2 separate regions of the Capsicum annuum genome follow, and region 2 is linked to region 1. A link is a contact called in public Hi-C data. All regions are on one chromosome and are shown on one strand. The core of a region is the stretch at or near the end of the contact, and the rest is flanking DNA. Distances in the headings are between cores, read along the strand shown.

The links. Hi-C and Micro-C count contacts between places; a contact is called where the count stands out from the background.
Region 2: a Hi-C map of bud shows a contact between it and region 1, with 3 times the contacts expected there. The contact joins the promoter of LOC107839647 here to the promoter of LOC107839602 in region 1. A contact is called at or near these places in 3 of 5 Hi-C or Micro-C datasets (bud, leaf and placenta).

What each region holds. Positions count from the first base shown.
Region 1 is chr1:147,792,150-147,798,268 of UCD10Xv1.1, forward strand. It overlaps LOC107839602 (alpha-N-acetylglucosaminidase), which reads right to left and starts at 3,995. Exons shown (of 19, transcript XM_016683155.2): 1 at 3,523-3,995; 2 at 2,736-2,809; 3 at 1,934-2,145; 4 at 843-964; 5 at 1-51. The coding sequence starts at 3,732.
Region 2 is chr1:148,077,282-148,083,223 of UCD10Xv1.1, forward strand. It overlaps LOC107839647 (WD repeat-containing protein 36), which reads right to left and starts at 4,303. Exons shown (of 6, transcript XM_016683223.2): 1 at 3,920-4,303; 2 at 3,800-3,827. The coding sequence starts at 3,999. It overlaps TRNAM-CAU (a tRNA gene), which reads left to right and starts at 3,464; the gene lies at 3,464-3,537.

The sequences.
Region 1 (6,119 bases), core at 2,745-5,244:
AGCAGGTCCACCAAAGAAATCATTTAGATCTCGCGTAGTAATATTATAATCCTGATCATAAACAAACATGAACAAGAAAATGTTTATATGTGTCTTATAAAGCAATATCAGACTGTCATGAGCTATAACTAACCTAGCACAGTGGTATTTGTCTCTTACACACTATCAGTATTAAGAACCCCAAGGTACACATCAAGCAGATATAATCTCTGTAGCAAACATAAGATATGGACAAAGTGACCATAAAAGAAGTAGGAAGGTAACACTTTAGCAGATATTGGCAAATTGCTTTTTAGCACACAAATAGAACAGTCAAGACTGTCAAGAACGGATCTTGGGCCTAACTCAACCTCAAAAGCTAGCTCAAGAGGTGAGGATTACCCAAGTCCATATAAGCAAACCACTAGTCTATTCCCTAACCAATGTGGGACTTTTACCCACTCTAACAAAGACTTAGTAGCATCAAGGTTAGATATTTTCAGTAAATTTCAGAGAAAATTGATGATCTGATGGCAAATGAAACCTTAAATACTTCGTCACAAAGAATAAACATTGTTAATAAACTTTATCTGAAATAGTTCCTGAGCCTGGCCTACTTCATAGAAGTAGATACAAGACAGAAGTGCTAAGATTAGCAATATGAAAACAACGCATGGGTTAGCAAAAAGATAGGTCTAACTGATTCCCCTACCATACACACAACTCAGGCCCTTGCTCAAAGCCAAAGGTATCAAACAGTTTGTAGGAATTTCCTCATTTAATATCACGTGGTAACTGCCATGGCAACAATCATGGACTAAATAAAACTAGTTGAACCCACAAATTCAAAGCTATAAACATACCAAGAAAACTTTTTGCCAGATAGCTTCTTGTCCCGTAAATGCTAGAGGCAAGTTGATTCCTTGAAGTGCCATCCAATCAATCTCTTTCTCCCATCTTTGCCAATCCCACCAAACAAATGAATCTGTATGGAGAAGTAGAAATATGCCAAAGCTGTTACACTAGCAGCATCTTAAAAGTACCAATAAGTAGAAATACGATAAGCTGTTATACCAGAGGCATCTCCAAAATATCAACAGTAAGCATCCATAATTCATAAATAGAAAAATCAAAATTCTCTTAATGTCAACACTCAACAGAGTAGACTTATCAAGTAAAAGGGTTTTCAATCAAGCTCAACTCAACTGAACAGCTTAAATCTTCTGGAATAGTTCACAAAAATGGCTGAAATCGCAAGGTATCTACAGATCCATCGTGTCTTATAAATGCTTTGCTTTATAAAATTAACATTCTTGATTGACATGACTTCAATCTCCTGATAAGTTGTCCGTGACCAGAGTTAGACTGGTTACAGCCTTAGAAAATATAAGGATGACAAACCGTCAACTAGATCTGTTTATCTTCTCTATTTTGCTCTTAGGACATCGTCCTCTAATAAGTTCAGGCAAAGGAGAGAATTTTCAAAGAGAACCTTGGCATTGCATAAGACATCCAAATGAAAGTCCTCAAACACCACACCGCTGACATACACAAGCATAAGTTTCTTTAATTATGCACAAGCATAAAAGGGAGGATTAAGGAACATCATGAATGTGGTTTCATCGTCCTATGATTAGATGAAAAAAGGAATGAGTTCTAAAGAGTACAAGGAAAAATAGCTAGAAAAGAGAAAGCAAAAGAAAACATCAATTTCACTTCTGAAAATACAGAGAGAAATTGCAGTGGCGTAACGCTTTGGATATCAGAAGAAAGATGCTCACACTCTCTAAAAGTCAGCTAATACTGCACTATGTTCTCCATCATTTATGTATTGGTGGAAGACCTACTACCAGTATTTCGGCGATAGTGTCTGTAATTGCACTTTATTATGCGATAACATTTTATGCATAAAAGGTTCTTAGGGGAGGAAAGAGAGAGAGAGTTGTCTGCTTACAGCTGGATGTGACGACATTTTGATAGTAGTTCCATGGTACTGGCCGTTGGATCATCACTCCCTCCGCTTCTACGAGAGGCAGTGATCCTGGCTTGGGAACTGAAGCTAACTGAACACCCCCTGTCTTGTCCCATGAAATATGAGCTCCACACGTATACTTTAAATACCAGTGTAGCCCCGATGTGATTTCAACGGCAGTAGTTCCTTCAATCCTAAGAGAAAACAAATTAAAGATAGATTCATAACCTAATTTAAGCCACTTTCAGACTAGTGATTGAAGCAGAACTAGACGTGGAATCACATGTTCAATTGTATCACTGCATTGGATAACAAATTTATAAATATTATCTTATCTTCTACTGTGAAAAGAAAATCTGGACTACGGATGCCAAAAGCTATGGCAATCAACTATCAACCCTTGGGACATAAAAAAAGGGCAGCCCGGTGCACTAAAGTTCCCGCTATGTGTGGGGTCCTTGGGACATAGATATATCATATTCAAAAGCTTGAACCGATTACGAAGAGTGCTAAATGATATCAATAAAACAATCTCTTTAGGATATTTCAGAAGAAACTACTTGCAGATATCAGCAGCCACCTGGTATGGAGGCAAAGTTGGTAATATTATGAACCAAGGAGTTAAACCAAAAAATAACTAATTAAATAACATGCATCTGGAAGAAGAAAATTAGAAGTATAAACTTTCATTGTCTGCTTAAAGGAAACTATAAATTTTCTACGGTCAGAAAGATAGACATCAAAAGTAACATAATAAGATCCTTGTAACCATTCGTTTACATACAAAATCTCAGGTGAACTTCTGCTTGAACTCTTGTAATTGGTTATACAAAAGCAACTTCTTCCACCACAAAGATCCTACATTTACATATGAAATGTCACGTATAAATTTCAATTGCTCAAGTAACAAATCAGTTCGGCAAGAAAAATGTCCCAGCAACAAAAATATACAAATATAGAAAATCCAAACTTACAGCAGACTAAGACTATTATTCAACATCATTAGGAAGAAGAAAGCTATGTGAAGCCACTTAAATACAACTTCTTACCTTTATTTATTCAAGACATAGATTATTGTATCCTCATACACACAGTGATCATAAAGTAAGTATCATTTACCAATGCTGATGGTACTAACAAGTGTTACAGCAGTAGTTTCTTCCCAAAATTTGTACCATTAGGTATCAGATTCAAACCCCCCAACAGAGACAAAAAAAACATTAGATGGTTTCTTTTAATCTGTCCTAGCAAGTATCACCAGGAATTAGTCGAGGTGCGCGTAAGCTGCCTTGGATACCACGGTTATCAAAAAAAGAAAAAGTAGTACTGCGTGCTTTGAATTTATCAGTGAACCAATGAAAAGTTCACAGAAAGCACATATACTGATCCCATTTGTGCTTATAAGCATAAAAGTCTACTAGTTCTTCAAGAAAATGACATTATCTCAGCAATCTTGAACATTAATCAATAAAACCAAGAAAAGCAGTAAACTTTAAGTTAAAGAAACAAAAATGGATAAATGAGAGAGACCCAGAACTGGAAAAAAGGCAAGGGAGATAATAGTACAGTACCTTGGAGACAATCTTAAATTCAAAACTGTGCAGATGGGTTGGAAGTAACCTCTGCAAAACACCCTTAGCTGCAGATTCTTGAACTACAGATGGTGCCTTTTTGCTATCCAAACGCCTTAACACAGACTCTATTGCATCTGATCCCAGTGCTGCTGTACATAGGAACACATAAAGAATTGATAGTATAAACCAAGATTTTAAATTTATCATTTTCTTTTCTTTGTAATTTGGAATTAGCTTCAGAAATGTGCGCAATTCTTGCTGATCCTATAATACTGTAATTTGTGTCTTTGTGTTTGTAAGAACACTGGAATTTACAAAGTTAAGGTTTACTATGGTGGGGATTTGAATTAAAGAATTAGACAGAGAGTGATAATTTTGTTTAGTGTTGTTGGTTGTCTCATGTCTGCTTCCTCGACAGATAATAATGAAGAAGATTTCTTTTTAGATTAATTATTTAATTAGAGGACAATTATATAATGAGAAGGCATAATTTCCTCCATAATTTATATCAACGTATCTGTGACATGAGAATTTGAAAATTGGTTAGTAGTAAAATTACTATACACTACTATATTTTATTATTTTATTTTATTTTATTACTAATTACTATACTACTTTCTCTTATATATTCTTACCGGAGGTGCATGGCCATGGGCTCAATACTATAAATATTTTTTAGCATTAAAATTCAATATTGATGAGATACAAATATAAATGTACATTGATTTAAAATGATAACTTTTTAAATAGTAACTATTTGACGGTACTCGTTAGGGAGTGAAGTTTTATAAGATAGTTTTTTCACATAATAAGAAAGTGTGATATGTCATGTAGTTGGGCTATTTTAATTATTTGATGATAAGATTGAGACCTGTTACAAAATATAGAAAAGATGTAGAACTAATATTCATAGAATTATTTCATACAAAAACTGGAACAAAAGACTTCAATTGACAACAAAGTCTTGGATCATCTTCTCAAAGACAAAACACTTATAAATACAGATATTGAAATGTTTTGAACCACTACAAGCTAGATATCCAAATATAACAACAGTTAGAACTGAGGTGGCAGCGCAAAAAATATTTTCAAGATTAACTATTGTGATTTATAATACTTTTTATGCAATTTTAAAATGATATATGTTATACCTCTGGCTCAATTTATGTGGTATTGATACAATTTTTTAGAGTTAACTAAATTTTTTACATATTTTTAAAATATTTTAAATTATTAATTATTGTGATTTGTAATATTTTTTCTTCTGTTAGAGTCAACCAAAATTTTTGTATGTCTTTTTAATTACTTTAAATTGTTAATTATTATGATTTATAATACTTTTACGTAATTCTCAAATATATAATAGATTAAAATTGAAAGTAAAATAAACAAATATAGAAGAAAGTATCTAAGTAGGCAACACAAACAAACATGTCGATCTGCTACTTGCTTATCATTTTATATCTATTTAATCTTTTTTATTAAATATCATTAATTTTTTAATACTTAGATGATTAATTAAGAGCGGTATTTAGTAAAATTACAATTGAAGCAGCTGAAATAGACATGTCATAAATGTTTATTTTTCTTTTTTTAATTAAATATTATTATTTTTTAATACATAAATGACCTACAATAATTAATTAGGAGTGATACAGTAAAATCAAGGTTGAAGGACGCCAACTTAATTTAAAGCATCAAGAGTTAATTTATCATTTGTCGATTTTATCATTTTATTAAATATTATTAATTTTTTAATATTTAGATGACTCATCATAATTAATTAGGAGCGATATTTAGGAAAATTATAGTTGAAGCAGCTGCAACAAACATGTCATAAACGCATATTGTTCTTGTTTTAATTAAATACGATTAATATGCTAATACATAAATGACTTATAATAATTAATTAGGGGTGATATAGTAAAATCATGACGTAGTTCTTAAAGCAGCCATGTCAAAACTAATATTTTAATCAAATATTATGAATTTTTAATACATAAATGACTTGTAGTAATTAATTAGGGGTGATACGGTAAAATCACGGTTGAAGGAGGTCAACTTAATTTAACACATCAAAAGTTAATTTATCACTTTATGTTTATTTTATTTTTTTAAGATATTATTAAATTTTTAATACTTAGATGACTCATAATAATTGATTATGAGCGATACTTAGCAAAATTATGGTTGAAGTAGCTGTAGCAGACATGTCATCTATTTTTTTAATTAAATATTATTAATTTTTTAATACATAAATGACTTATAATAATTAATTAAGAATGATATAGTAAAATCATAGTTAAAGCAGATGAAACAAACATCATAAATATCTATTTTTGATTAAATATTATTAATTCTAATATATAAATGACTTATAATAATTAATTAGGGGTAATATAGTAAAAAATATTATTAATTCTAATATATAAATGACTTATAATAATTAATTAAGGGTAATATGGTAAATCACAGAGCAATTAGGGGTAATATAATAAATAATGAAGCAGTTGGTCGAAACCAGCGCTTCTATTATATAGACATATATACTAGATACCTAGGTCAGGGCTAGTATATGTTATTTTTTTATCTTA
Region 2 (5,942 bases), core at 3,053-5,552, 290 kb after region 1:
ATTAGATATGACATGGAGCAATTACGGCTCACTGAGGACATGACCCTTGATAGGTAGGTTTGGAGGAAGAGTATTAGGGTAGAGGGCTAAGGGATGTGGTTAAGTCATAGGCTGGAGTTAGGAGAGTTTCGTGTAGCTTGGTTGGTAGGGCTAGGGTTGGGGGGAGGGTGTGTCTTTTGTTGGTTCATGTACTTATTTGAGGTTGTTGTATCGTTGTTATTTTATCATGTTGTATGCTTGCGATATTTGAACACGGTCTCGGTCCTTTTCTTAAGCCCGGGGTCTATCGAAATCAATCTCTCTACTTCTTCGGATGTAGTGGTATGGACTGCGTACATTCTACCCTCCCCAGACCCCACTATGTGGGAATATACTGTGTTTGTTGTTGTTGTAAAATTCATCCGCACTTAAAAGGAAAGCTTTCCAGAGATCATGAGTTTTTGTGAATGAAAAATGACAAGAGTAACAACATTAATGGCCCCAACACAAGGCCAAGAATCTACAAAGCATATTAGGAAATTCAAAGGCGTTCTTCAAAATGATACAAGAGTGATGTGATCAATCATCACTAGATTCTTTTTCCTCTTCAGGGAAGTTCGTTGGAGCAGGGATGCCTCAATGGTTGATTTTTTTATTATTATTTTTTTTTGCGGAGAGGGGGTGGCAAACCCTTACCAATATTAATACATTCACAGGAAAAAAAAAAAAACCTGATGAGCACGCTTGACAACTGCAATGTCACTCCCATAGGCAGCAAAAGTATATTCACGATAAGAAGCGAGAGCTCGAATCTTCTTTGGCAATTGCGGGCCTTTATTCAAAATTCAAATATAAATGCCGAGGAAGTGCAGGGAAAAAAGATTTAAGAATGAAATTAAACAACTCCATATATAATTAGATACTACTTTTTCCACCACAATATGTTGAACTTAAATAAGTCTGATATTTGGCAAAAGTTCTGATTCATGTTTGACACTTGTATTTAGTATGGACATACATGATCATAGATTACTATATTTTTGGAAACTAGTAACCACTAACTTGCTTTGAAAAGATAAATCAATTGAAGTTGAAATGAAAATTGATGCAGGTAGATTGGATAGGATATAGAGAATCCATATAGCCAAAACAACAACTCTTGGATTGAGGTATAGTTGAATTTTAGTTGACAATAATCTGAACACGGCAGTATAGCAAACAAGAACAGGCCACAATCTAGCATCAAAACTAATACTAAAAGTAAAATTAAACTGATCACTGTTTCTAGAAGAGTAGAGCCCATTGTTTCTCTTCTTTTTTTTTGTCCAGCAGCACATTGTTTCTCTGATTTGACTGAAATAATCTTCTTACATTATGCCTTTTTCTGTATATTAGGCAACTGAGCTTCCCCTAACCCTATAAATGCAAAACACTGTGATGAGTTGGCTACCAGCAGGAACAGCCCCTCACGTCTCCTTCTGAAGATAATTTTCTCTTAAAACTTGTATCTATTTTTATATATCCCTCTTCACCTTGAAAATTGAACTCCATAAAGAAAACTTGAAATGAAGATTCCAGTTCCAACATCACTGACATTAATTCTCTCATCCTATAGTTATTGATTAATTACAGTTTGTGGGATGCGAATAAAGACCTGGATTCTAAGCATCATTTCTTTTTATATATTAATTAGAAGGTAAAACTATTGAATAGAAAAACGGAACTTTCTTAAATAACTATAGGATGAAGCTTTCACGGAAACCCAAAAAGGGTATCATGAAAGGTTAAAAGAGACTCGAAGTGTTTTGTTTCTAGGAACTTAAGTAACCCAGAACCAGATTTTATCTGAAGAGTATCAGTTCCCCTGACGGTGATCTCTTCAAGGATGTGTACATTAAATTAGGAATATTTTTGCAGCAAAGCCAGAGTATCGCAGAAAACTGAAAAGAAACACAATGAGCTCCATCTGTTCTGAAGTCCAGTAATGTTGGTCACGCAGACTATGAACGACAACTAAATCATACCAATTTGGTATGCATTCGATATCTATCGAACTTTCGTCTTCTTATTTCTCAGCTTGGAACCATTCATTTACAACAGAAGTAGCTTGATAAATTTGGGCACAGAATTGGATGAGTTCACTGAGCATAACAATGGTTAGTCTGGTATTCAAACTGAAAGGCTGAGAGACTACAATAGATATTCTCATAGTCCAACTCATTGGTACACATTGTGCAGTATAGAGTATATTCTAGTTATGCTCAGCTAAAAAAAAGGCAGTTCGATGCACAAAGCACCACGCGTTGGTAGAGCCTGGGGAAGTACATTAGTGGCTGCTTCCACGGCTTGAACCCGTGACCTACTGGTCACACAAAGACAACATTACCTCTGCTCCAAGGTTTCATTAACTATATTTCAAGAACCCATGTGTACAATGTTATGTCATCTGCCTTCGTCCTCTACTATTCCTACTTGGCTTCTTAGGATAATAATATATTTAACTGTTCAACACTCCCTTTAACAACTAAAAACCAACTAATTTCTTCAAATCACTATGTCCGAGTACTTTTCAGCCTACAACTACTGAAGATATTCAAGATTACATTAATACATTTCAGTCTAAGATCACCCACAGGATGTAAGAACGAGATAAAGTCTATAGGAGTAATTTCAGATATAGGACTCCTAATTTAGAGTTAACAAGTTAAATAAGGGTATGAATATCACAGATCCTTCAACATACACCAAAAGAAGCTTAGTAAAACTTGAACAACAGGTATACATAACCATATCCAGGTCCATGTAATACATGCTCCTTCCCTTCGATATTCCCCTTTCTCTGTGTAACTTAAGAGATCTAACTAGTGCATAAACCAATTAGCATGAAATCTTATTCTATTAACAACAACCAACACCTCACATAACCTGCACCCAGCAGCAACTACAACAACATACACAGTGCAGTCGCACAAAATGTGGTCTGGAGAGGGTAGTGGCAAAAGTCATAAATGAAATAGAACTCTCTGTCTCATTCCCCGCTAACCGTGAACAGAGTGAAAGGCTGGCCAAGAGTTTTTTATAAGGGGTCTTTTTTCTAAAATATTCCCCGAGCTCACCTATATCCTATTTCTCTTCTAAGGGTGATCCTATTCCTCAACTCACAATAAGTAAGGTAGGGACAACTCAAACAGACCTCAGCTCTACCTCAGATGTAGAGAGGTTATTTCCGATAGACCTACTGCTGATAACCTGCACCTAGCAGCAAAAAGATAGGTTCTTTCTCACTTTCAACTACCCCCATCACCCCCACACACAAAAAACCCCAAACGCAAAAACCCCATAATTTCTAAGTTCTGTTTTTTTTAATAACCATGGTGTCCAGGCAAGCTTTCGCACACCTCGACTAAATCCGCGGCTACCTGCCACCTCCCACCAGCAACAGTTTATCCTTATTTATCTATTAGTTTTCAGTTCTTATCTTCAGCGCGGGGTAGAGCAGTTTGGTAGCTCGCAAGGCTCATAACCTTGAGGTCACGGGTTCAAATCCTGTCTCCGCAACATCTTGTTTTTCCAAACTATTTTAGGGTTGACTCTGGTAACTAGTAATTAATTCCCGCCTTTCGCTTTTTGGGGGTGGAAGGCAAAAGAAAACGTAGGGGATATCAGGTAACTCTGTCTAACAAGGGTCGGACAAATGGGAAGAATCATCTAGTGTTGTTTGTCCATAATTTCGAAGTTGTAACTGAATCAGAAGTTCAAATTTAACAAATTCCAAGAATTAAACTGCTTAAAAATACTGAAACTATAAAAAATAGCTTACCAACAAGAACCAAACTGAGCTTAGCACACTGCACATTCAAAAAGAAATCCAAAAATTAATTAATTAATTCTTCACAAAATCAAAAAACTTGAGAATAGTGAAGGAGAGGGAAAGAGATACATTGTAAATTTGGAAAGCTTTGCCAACAGCGACGGTGACGAAGGTTTCAGTACCAAGTCTCTGTACAGAGAAAGGAACATTGGTCGTAATGTAACCAATTGCTCTAAATGGCTCGAATATCCCCATTTTCTTTGCTCCACAAGAAAATTGAAGAGCTTTGTAAAGATTTAGGCTACTACTATGCACAAGGGTTTAACAAGTGTAAGCTTTAAACCCTAATTTGTTGCACACCCTCGACTGTGTGTATTTGTGTGTTTCTCTTTTCGTATTATTTTTTGTTTTATGTTTTACTCCGCTCGGTCCAACTTTACTTACCCACTTTTTAACTTAAAACGCATCTCACAAACAATAAATAATAGAACTAATTTTACTACATTATCGTTTAAACATAATAAAATAAAGAATCGTTTGATAGACAGGCCGGCTTCAAGGTGAAGTCATCGAAGCAAGCGCTTTAGGTTTTTAATTTTTGGAGACCTTATTTTTTTAAAGCATTATAGGTTTGTATTTTTTTTTAGATTTTTTCTTTAGAAAATATCAAATATTTCTTAATATTTTTGTCACCATATTTTAATTTCTCTTAAGTTCAAATAAAAACATCACTTTAGAAATTCAAGATTAAAGTTGACAATCAACATTAAAAAATGTCTTTTAATACTCTCAAATCTAAAAAGAACATCTAATAAATAGAGGTAACTCAAAAAATCATATCTTCTATTTATTATTTTGATTAATGGGGCGAAAAGAATCAAAGCAACAATTACAATTGAATCAAAGAAGTTGAAAGATAAGATGTATTTCGGTCAAATAAAAAGATTTTACTATTTTATGAGTGCATTTTTTTCTTAATCTTATGTAATTGTCTTAGCTGAAAAAAGTTTTTTTTAAAATAAAATTTTAAAAATATTACTTAAGCTTAAAAAATAAATATTTCAAGAGTTATCAAATGAATTAAGCATAGTATTAATTGAAAAGGAATTTTTTCGGATAAATCAATTACAAAACAATTTTATTTATAATTTTACACCTCAAAAAGCTATAAATATAGATTTGTAAAAAAAATATTCAAAACCTCATTTTAAAATTTCGCTTTAGGCCACGAATTATGTTGAGTCGCCCTTGTCGATAGAATACATTAAAAAATTAATACATACATTAACTTTATGTATTATTAATATCTTATTTGATACACATTTTCAACCTACACTCTATTGTGTATTATGTTATTCATATTACATTCTTGATATTAGCAACGCAAAGGACTTTAATGCATGCATTAGCAAGATAAAGACGCAATAGTCCCTCAAAAACCTTTTCACATTATTTTCATTATATTTGTGGAGGATATTTTTATAAATAATTTTTTATTAAAAATATGCAATGCAAGTTATTTTTAACATGTCAAATCAAACACAACATAAAAAATAATTTTGACATAATTAATGCAAACATAAATAATATATCATATTTTGCACTATTCTTCTACACCCTACAAAATGATTCTTAATGTCTTGAAAAATGCATTATGTACCGAATATAATATTTACTAATAAAGATAAAAAATACACAAATAAATAAATTAAGCACTAATTTTTTGAATTAGATATCTATTTTTAGTAACATGGATAAATAAAAATGGATAATGTATTTATGTTTTAATAAATGTATATTTTTTTATGTTTATTTGTTGAAAAGTTACTACTTTCGTTCAATAATACTTGTCTATTATTGTTTTAGCACAAAAATTTAAATAATATGAATAATTTTATCATATTACTCTTTGAATACAATTAGTTCAGTATTTTAAAAAATATACTAAATAATGACTATACTGCAACCGTCGATAAAATAAATAAAAATAAATAAATTATTTATTAATTTTTTAAATTAAAAAAATATTACTATATATATTGTAGGAACCCTACCTTGAACCCTTGGGGGAGGGTTGAGGGGGGCTTGCTTGATTGTTTTTTTTTTGGTTAAATATGATGTTTCATAAGTAATTTTTCCTTTCTTTTTTTTG